Linked DNA regions of Mus musculus: region 2 is linked to region 1. Evidence: chromatin contacts called from public promoter capture Hi-C data. All regions are on one chromosome and are shown on one strand. Each heading gives the region's core, a stretch centred on a gene start, on an enhancer-like site or on the middle of the called end of the contact. The rest is flanking DNA. Distances are from core to core; before and after follow the strand shown.

Region 1 (4,293 bases), core at 921-3,420:
GAAACCCACTTTGAAATCATTAGAATCAAGAATAGTCCTATTGCTGCCCCTCATTCAGCTCCTTCCAGCTCCTTTCTCTCCTTCTCCCAACTGTTTGGGAGCATGAACCTATCCTGGAGTGTGCTTGCTAAACTTAGTGACTCTCCATTGGTGAACACTTGATTTTACCATTTCAAGAATGAATCAATTGAAAATGGGTTCTTGATTGGAGTGGAATTTTGTGTATACTTCCACTACTCTGTGACAGACTACTTGTCTGGTTTAAACTTGTACAGGTCTTCTGCATGCTTATTTTAATTTCTTAAGACAATATCCAAATATATAGCTCAGGTAAACCTTGAACTTGTCCTCCTAAAGGGCTGGAATTAAAGATGTATAACACCATGTCTACCTCAGGAATGTACTATATATCTTCATCATCTGCAGATTATCAACCAATTTGGGCTGAAATTCACAATTCCATTATGTATTTTTCTCATTGCCTATATAATTAGGATTCTATAAATGCTTTTTAAAAAAAAAAAACATATTCTTTCTATGAGTTCCCCGAGTGACATGTTAAATAACTTTGATATACATTCACTGACAGCAAAGTGGTATTTGTGCTTAACACTAACTAGGGAATTCCATGCTAACTTTGTTTTTGAACTCAGGAGTCTTTTCTAAGAAATCCTCTGGATCATAAAAATCACATTGCTCTACCCTGATCTGAATTAAAGATTTACGTTGTGGCTTTAAGCAGTATCACAAACAGATTTTACCTTAGAGAGTAACATAAGTGACTGAATAGCAGGGCACAATCACCACCTCTTGAACATGGACCCCACCTACAGACACCTGCAGGGGTTAAGGTTGTGGGGAGGGGTGGTAGGATGCTATACTAAGTAAGACTCCATTTCCTTTTAAATAGCATCTGATGTTTATTCAACGTGAGGAAAAGGCTTCTGTACAGGTAGAGCAGACAAGAAGGAAAGAGCACAGGGGCTACTGTGTTGGAAAAGGCATACACATCAGAGAAAGAGCTGCAAGCTGGTTTCTCAGGAAAACCAGCTAGTCCACAAGACAAAATGGGAGACAGCAGGTTTCTGGGAGCAGGGAGGGGAAGGGTCCCGCTGAAGGTGAATCAATGTCCATGGGCCGTGGGCAGCCCAGGTACCTCCCAGGTGAGTCCGGATCAGTTAAGGGCAGCAGCCAGTCCACAGATGGGTTGTGCAGGGGCTTGAAATGGCAGCGTCAGCACAGGCCTTATGGGCAGAAGCTTGCAGTCTGTCCACCAGATAGAAAGCAGTGGACAGCATGACATGTCCATCAGGTGGCAGGTGATCTGTCCATTAGGTGACAGGAGCCCATCTTGCAGCTGGAGCCTGGGACAGTGTCCAAACCTGCCAGGGATGGGCTGAGCTGTCAACAGTGGGAGGCCTTGTGCTCTCCAGAGCCAGGCCCAGCAGGGACAGCAGCAGGGGCCTGGGGAGCTATTCCTGGAACAAAGGCTAGGACACAGGAGGAGACAGGGGCGCGCGCATGCGAGATCTCCAGGCAGGGCGGGCGCGGGAGGTGGGGGAGTTCTCGGGGTAGGAGGGGGGCCCGGGGGGAGGGCGCACTCGGCGACCCCGGCTGCAGCCACAGGACAACACAGCAGCAGCCCACCCTCCCGGAGCCCCAACCCCAGGCCAGGCTTGCCAGAGGCCTAGAAGTCCTCATCCTCCTCCCACCCGAACACCCGCTTCATCTCATTCAGGAAGCCGTTGTAATCATTGAGCAGGGGGCTGTCGATCTTGATGTAGGGGATCACCCACTGCAGGGCCCGGCCCTTGAGGCGGGTGATGAGGAACGTCACCTTGAGCTCGTCGGTGTCGAAGGTCCTGTCGTCCACCAACATGTAGGAGCCGGTCTGCACGATGAACTCCGGGAGCTTGTCCATCTCGCCATCAAACAGCTCTGGAAACGGGATGGGGTTCCGCCGACGGCGCCGCCTGTTGTGCCTGAGCATGTAGGCCTTCGGCCTCTTTACCTTGCCTTGGCCTTCCATGACGCTGCGCTCTCTGGGCTGATCTAGTCGCTTGGTGGCCGGGCTGGCTGGAGGCTCTCCGGACTCTTGATGGGGTCAGCTGTGCTTTGCTGGATCTGCAGAGCACAGAGATTGTCAATTACAAAGGCGTCGCCGGAAGTGCGTAGGAGAAGAGGCGTGCCCAAGGTCTCGGGAAGGGGGCGTGGCCTTTGAGCGGGACATTGGGCCAACTTTAGATCTATAGTGATCTCAGCCCACAGGGTTGTGAGCTATTTCAGGCGCCAGTCCAAGAGAAGCATTAATAGGGTTAGTGGAGCAAAGTAATTTGTGCCCAAGACTTTCACCAAGGTAGTGTGGGGCCAATGTGGTCTCTCATTCTGTAATCCCAGCATTTCAGAGGCTGGGGTAGGAGGATTATCATGATTTAAGGTCACTCTGTCTACAGAATGGAACCCTTGTTTCAGATGAGGAAAAATTGCAGCGACTATAACTCGAAGGGCTTTCCTGGCTTGCTTAAGACCCTTTAGTTCATTGTCTAGTTCCCTGCTTTGTGGTGTGTAGGGGCGATCACAGGATGGCCTTAGTTTCCCTAGGGGAGTGTACCTTGGAACTTTGCATTAAGATCACAACTGATTCTACTGTTTTGGAGAGCATGCATATATCTGGAATTAATTTACTCTATTGTGAGTATTCCCATCTTATGCTGTTTTACCTTATGGGTTCCTTCAAACAGCCCAGCCCTTGACACATTGTTTTTGGAAATTTTCCTCAATGGTTTTCTAATATGTTCCTCAGTATAACTTAATCTATGTGATGATGCCTTATAATTAAAATTGCTGACTTTTACTTGGCACATCACTGAAAAGCTATGTCTCTGTGTGCTGTGGAAGTTTGTTCCTGGTATCTATATTTTATTATTTATTGATTTATTTTTGAAGTAGCATCTTTCCTTGTGTCCCAGGCTTGTACTTTCAGTAGTCCTGCCTCACCCTCCCAAGTTCTGGGATTCCAGGTGTGAGTTTCCATGCCAAGCTTTGGTATGGCTTTTAGGAGAGTAAAACAGTATTGGGAAGGGATGTTCCATTATGGATCCTTAAAGGATAAGCCCTTCCCTGTTCATTTTCAAGTTGGCATAACTCAGTTCATTGTGGTTGCATAAACTGAGACATTTTCTTGCTCTATAAATTACAGACCATAACATAATAAGCTTCTTCAATCTCCTTCTAGTATCATGAGTTCTTGTGGTTAGATCATCCAGGATTATCTTTTTAAAATTCATTTGATTTTTTTTAACCTATAGTTCTATAATTTTAATTCCTACTTGCATTATATGCCCCTTTTCTGAGGATTAGGACACAGGTAACTCTGGGGCAAAGTTATTCTATATTCCTTTGTATAAAGACTTATTTCTTACTGATTTTTCCTTGATAAATTGAGCTTGTAGCAGGCATGATGGGTTTTACCTGGTACTCCACTGAGAAGAAATAAAAGCTGAAGCAACTTCAGGTAGAGACAAGGCCAGATTACATAATTAGACTATCTCAACCAAAGCAAATGCTGGGTCAGTGAAATGACTTAAGTAAAAGTGCTTTGACCCCTACAAGCTCCCCACGTGTATGCCTGTCCTCCAACATACTATACATACATATACAATAACAATATAAATACAATATATAATATATAATATATATGCAAATGCTGAGCTTAAATATAGCTCAGTTGATAGTTTCCCTGCCCTTATATATACAAGGTCATGAGCTTGACCCCTATATAAATTGTGTGTGGTAATCTCCTGCCCTTGGAGAACCATTGGGCATTAACTGAAAACTTTGGCTACACAGTGAATTCAAGCCTAACCTGGGCCACATGAAACTCTGTCTCCATTTTCTTTTTTAAAGTATCTCTAGTAGCACCATAACCTAACACCCCCGGCTCTCGGTTAGCTCTCCAACCCTACAAATTAAAACACTGAAAACCCCTTCACATTCTTGAGGTACACTACAAGAAATCAGGGTGTGCGACAATTATATTTTGGAGTGTGGGTGAGAACTGTGACCTATAACTTAGCAATAAAATATGGAAGAAGTAAGCAAAATCACATTTTCTCCTACTAGCTACAAAGAATCAAGCTGTATTGTTGGAAACTGACTCTTCACAGAGCAACAGTTCACAGAATTGCAGGAGAGCACATATAAGCATTTTGTAGCTTTCTTGACATTTATCTCTCTTTAGCTATAACAGCTTCTGTGCGGTAAGTACTCTTTGAGTATCTGCTTTATATTGTT
Region 2 (4,648 bases), core at 802-3,301, 130 kb after region 1:
AGGATGTATTGCCCACAGTGGCAGTTGCAGCACCTGGAGCCAATATGCCGGTAGAGGCTGTGGCAACTCCTGGAGCAATAGCAACTCCCGGAGTGATGGCAGCCCTGGAAGTGATGGTAATTCTGGGAGCAAGGGCAGCCCCAGGAGCGAGAGCTGCCCTAGGAGCAAGGGTCGCCCCAGGAGCAAGTGCAGCCCCAGGAGTGAGGGCCGCTCCAGGGGCGAGGGCAGCCCCAGGAGCAAGGGCCGCCCTAGGAATGAGGGCCGCCCCAGGACGGAGGGTAGCCCCAGGAGGGAGGGCAGCCCTAGGAGCGAGGGCCGCCCCAGGAGCAAGTGCAGCCCCAGGAGTGAGGGCCGCTCCAGGAGGGAGGGCAGCCCTAGGAGCGAGGGCCGCCGCCCCAGGAGCAAATGCAGCCCTAGGAGCAAGGGCCGCCCTAGGAGCCACTGCTGCCCCAGGAGCGAGGGCAGCTCCAGTAGCCATGGCAGCACCAAGAGCCATGGCAGCCCCAGGAGTGAGGGTAGTCCCAGTAGCCATGGCAGCCCCAAAAGCGAGGGCCGCTCCAGTAGCCATGGCAGCCCCAGGAGCCATGGCAGCTCCAGGAGCAAGGGCCGCCCCAGCAGCCATGGCAGCTCCAAGAGCGAGGGCTGCCCCAGGAGTGAGGGCAGCTCCAGTAGCCATGGCAGCCCCAGTAGCCATGGCAGCTCCAAGAGCCATGGCCGCCCCAGGAGCAAGGGCTGCCGCAGGAGTGAGGGCTGCCGCAGGAGCAAGGGCAGCTCCAGGAGCCATGGCAGCACCAGGAGTAAGGGCAGGACCAACACTGGCCTGGCCAAAGATGGTGGCTGAAGGCAGAGGCCTGGCAAGGGGCATCTGGAACTGCGCGGAAGCTGCCAGGCCCATCTGCTGCTGGTTGTTGTAGAAGGCAGTGGGAGTCGTGGTAGCAGTGTTAGGGTTCTGGAATGCCACAGGAGAGAAGTCACCTGGCTCCTGGGGGAAGGCGAGGGCATCGTTGGCTGAGTTGTTGCTCGGGTCTTTGTCAGCATCTTTGTCGGGGTCTTTGTCAGCGTCGTGGGCTGTGGTAGAGGATGATGTTCTGCAGCACATCATCCGGAGGTTGGCGGCTGCAGGGTGTGATGAGGGCATAACCCCGCCTGAGCTCAACGCCTGCTGGTTGAGCTGCAGAGGTGCCTGGAGGGCTTGACTGTTGACCGACAGGAAGCCCGAAGGGCTGTCACTCTGCAGTCCGGGCTGCTGCTCCCCGTTAACGCCCAAATGCAGCACATTGGAGCCATTGAAGGAGCTGGGCTCCTCCAAGGTGCTCTCGGAAAGCACAGGTTGCTGCTCGGGCTGGTTGTGAATGAAGTGACAGCGAGTGCCATAGGGGCAAAAGCCAACGCTGTGGAAGGTGCGGCAAGGCTCCGTCTTGTACTTGGGGTGCCTTGACAGGGTACGCAGTTCGCGGTAGCCATGCGCGAACTGGCACTTGTGGCCATACTTGCAAATGCCGCTTTCCTCAAAGGGCCGACATAGCTCAGTCTTATAGCGCTCAGAAGTGGCCAGGGAGCTCGAGCCGCTCACCTTCTGTGGCTTAGGCTTCTGCTGCAGGCTATGTTCGCCATTCCGCGGGTGGATCTGCGACACCGCGTTAGCCTCTGAGGGCTCATGGGGAGCTTCCCAGGACACCGCACCAGTTGCCCCCGACTGACCATTATTGTAGCTGTTCAGGTCTCTCGCAAAACTGGACGAGCAGTCCTCGGTGAGGCTGGAGGCACTGGAACTGGGAGCCTGGTGGCCGAGCACTTGGGGGTCGCTGGAAGATGGTGGTGGAGCAGTGCCAGGTGTTGAGCTGGAGTTGGAAGAATCAGCCACATTAGTGTTGAGCGGGCGGTTCAGATTGTTGTTGGCCATAGTTTCTCGGTCTTGCACTCTAAGTCTCTATTGCAGAAAGTCCATAGAACTGTGAACATTGTCCTATGTCCTGCGCCGTTTTGAGCTTTAAGTAAGGAGGACCCGGAGAAACCTTCGAGGGAGGCAGAGCCAGCGAGCTCCAAACATGAGGCAAAAAGGGCAGGTAGGCGGAGCTGGGAGGAGCTAAAAGGTTGAGTCCCAGCCCAGCAGGAGGGCTGGGTGGGGTGGGGGAAAGGGCAAAAGCAGAGTAAGGCAGACGTACGTAAGATGTGCAGGTACGCCACCAAGTGGAGGATGAAGAGTAGTAGCAAAGATCTTAGCGCCTCTCTCACGCTCATGCATTCTGTTGAGTGTTAAAGCTGCTTTTCAGGCCCTCCTGCTGTGGGAGGGCTCTATTCTAATTTATCAGCTTCAAGATTTTTGCGTTTGTCCTAATATTTGAGTAAAGCAATGAAAGATAATCACTAGACTCCACATAATCCCATAACTCCCATGTTCTTGTAAAGAGCAGCCCAGTTAATGTTCCTCCGCTGCACACACCCCTCCCCCAACCTCACTCCCGCATATCCTATGGTTCAGCTGATACAGACTTGCAGCCAAACATGCCTGGAACCTACACCCTGGAGAGAACTGATTTCCTCCAGTTCTCCCCCCCCCCATTTTATAAATTTGTTTTTATTTATTTACATTTCAAATGTTATCTCCTTCCCCAGTTTCCCCTCCACAACCCCCTTATCCCCCCTCTCTCTGCCTCTATGTGATGGTGCTCCCCAACCCGCCCACCCACTTCCTCCAGTTCTTTGACCTTATTTCTTGTGTGTGCCATGATATGTGTGCATATTCCACCTCCCCACACTCCAACAAACAAGTGTAATTTAAAAACAGACAACTTTATTGTATGCATTCAAGGTAGAATTACAGCAGGATGCTTCAGTGGGTAAAGGGGTTTGCCACTAAATCTGACTTTGAGTACAGAACTCCAGAAATTGATCACTGATTTCTGCAAATTGTCCTTTGACCTCTACACTGTTGTCATTGTGCTCTTGTATTCACATACAAACACACAGAAAATAAAATAATTAAACCATTTGGTGTTATATTTTTCAACATGGTAGTGAAATGGCTGAGGGGCCAGAGAAAGGTACTTGCCACCAAACCTGATGGACTGAGCTGGAGTTCCTGAATCCATGATGTAGAAGGAGAGAACCAATTCTTGTAAAGTTCTCTTTATGGCTGCCAGGTCTGTGCAGCAGTGAGTGAAATGTGCCCCCCCCCAATAAATAAAATAAAATAAAATAAAATAAAATAATTAAAGCCATTTTCTTCTGCACCCATCCAGGGTGGTAGAATTCGGGATATCAAGATGGCTCACCTTGTAGAGGTGCTTAGTGCCAAGCCTAAAGACCTTAGTTTGATCCCTAGTATGCAAAAAGTAGGAGAAAATCAATTTCTGCAAGTTGTTCTCTGACATCCACACATGTGTACTGTGGCATGAGATTATGCACACACAAACACATTAAATAAACAAATGAATTTGAATAAATAAATCCAAATAATTTGAACTTTAGGCCATTGAATGCTGTATGCATTAAAGATGGCAAAATCAGAGCTGGCAAGAAGGCTGAGCCAGTCAAATGTCTTGTTTCCCTGCCTGCCACCTGAATTTCAAGGCCTGAATCCACATGGGAGAAAGGGAGAATTCCACTGAGTTGTTCTTATACACAATAAACAAGCAAATATAAACAATCTGTAATAATAAAGGCCAAATTTTGGCTATTGCATTAACTGTGGTAGAATTAGGACTGTCTATATTATAGATGTCAATGAAGTCCAACTTGGTGGACCCATGAGTATTACTGGGATTCCTTACAGGAATATGTGTGAGGGGTTACTTACAGGAGCAGAAATAACTCGGAGGCAGCTGCATCACCAAAGCCCACCCCAGGATGGGTGAGAGCTCACAAAGCCGGGGACCTGGAGCACACTGCACAGCCTGCAGGCAGCTCAACAGGTTGGAGAGAGTCCTTTCCACGTGTCTCAGTGGGTCTAAACCTCTTCCAGGCATGGCAGCTCCAGCTCAACTGGTTTCTGCTTCTTTCGGACAACTAGTCTCATCTTCACCACGACTCCTCAATTGTAGCTCAGCTTTCTGCATCTGAGAGGGAATTACAGCTTTTAGTCCTTCCTCTGGCAGGGAGGAGCCTAGTGAATGTTTTCAGTTTGGGGGACTCCTTGAAGCTCTTTGGAGGCGTTTACCTTCCTGCTTAAAGAGCTTCCTGAAGCTCTTTTGAGTTGTTTATCTCCCTGCTTAAGGAGATTCCTGCAGGGTGGAAGGTTTTGATTCTCTGAGGACAGTATTATACAACAGTACATTAAGGGCTTTTGGAGTTATATTAGTAATAATTTCAACTGTACTTGTATTGTACAGTTAATAATAATTTTATATGTCACAATATTATAATAATAATCATTTCAACTCTGCCTTACCCTGATAACATGGTTTCACATATACCTGGGAGTATGGTAGCCTCAGGACCCATCCTCTGTCCAGGTAGCTGGACCAAGATAATGGATTTTATACTCAGATGGCCATTAATTTTATTTCTAGTTGCCAATTTGTAGGGCACACCATTTACTTTGAGACTCCCAGTACTTAAGATTTCTAAATGGTCCCCTCTGGTAAGTTGGAACAGGAAGAAAACTGTACAGCTAGACCCCAACACACACAGTCCTGATGAGTTGAGA

What was found. Promoter capture Hi-C pulls out the DNA fragments that hold promoters and counts their contacts.
Region 2: a promoter capture Hi-C map of stem cell-derived epiblast-like cells shows a contact between it and region 1, with 3 times the contacts expected there. The contact joins the promoter of Zfp36l3 here to the promoter of Rtl8a in region 1. A contact is called at or near these places in 3 of 39 promoter capture datasets (embryonic stem cells, hippocampal neurons and stem cell-derived epiblast-like cells).

What each region holds. Positions count from the first base shown.
Region 1 is chrX:53,641,593-53,645,885 of GRCm38.p6, forward strand. Rtl8a (retrotransposon Gag like 8A) reads right to left here and starts at 2,171. Exons shown (of 1, transcript NM_024170.2): 1 at 896-2,171. The coding sequence starts at 2,029. The coding sequence ends at 1,688.
Region 2 is chrX:53,774,343-53,778,990 of GRCm38.p6, forward strand. It overlaps Zfp36l3 (zinc finger protein 36, C3H type-like 3), which reads right to left and starts at 2,052. Exons shown (of 2, transcript NM_001009549.2): 1 at 1-2,052. The coding sequence starts at 1,903. It also overlaps a transcript of Xlr not described here.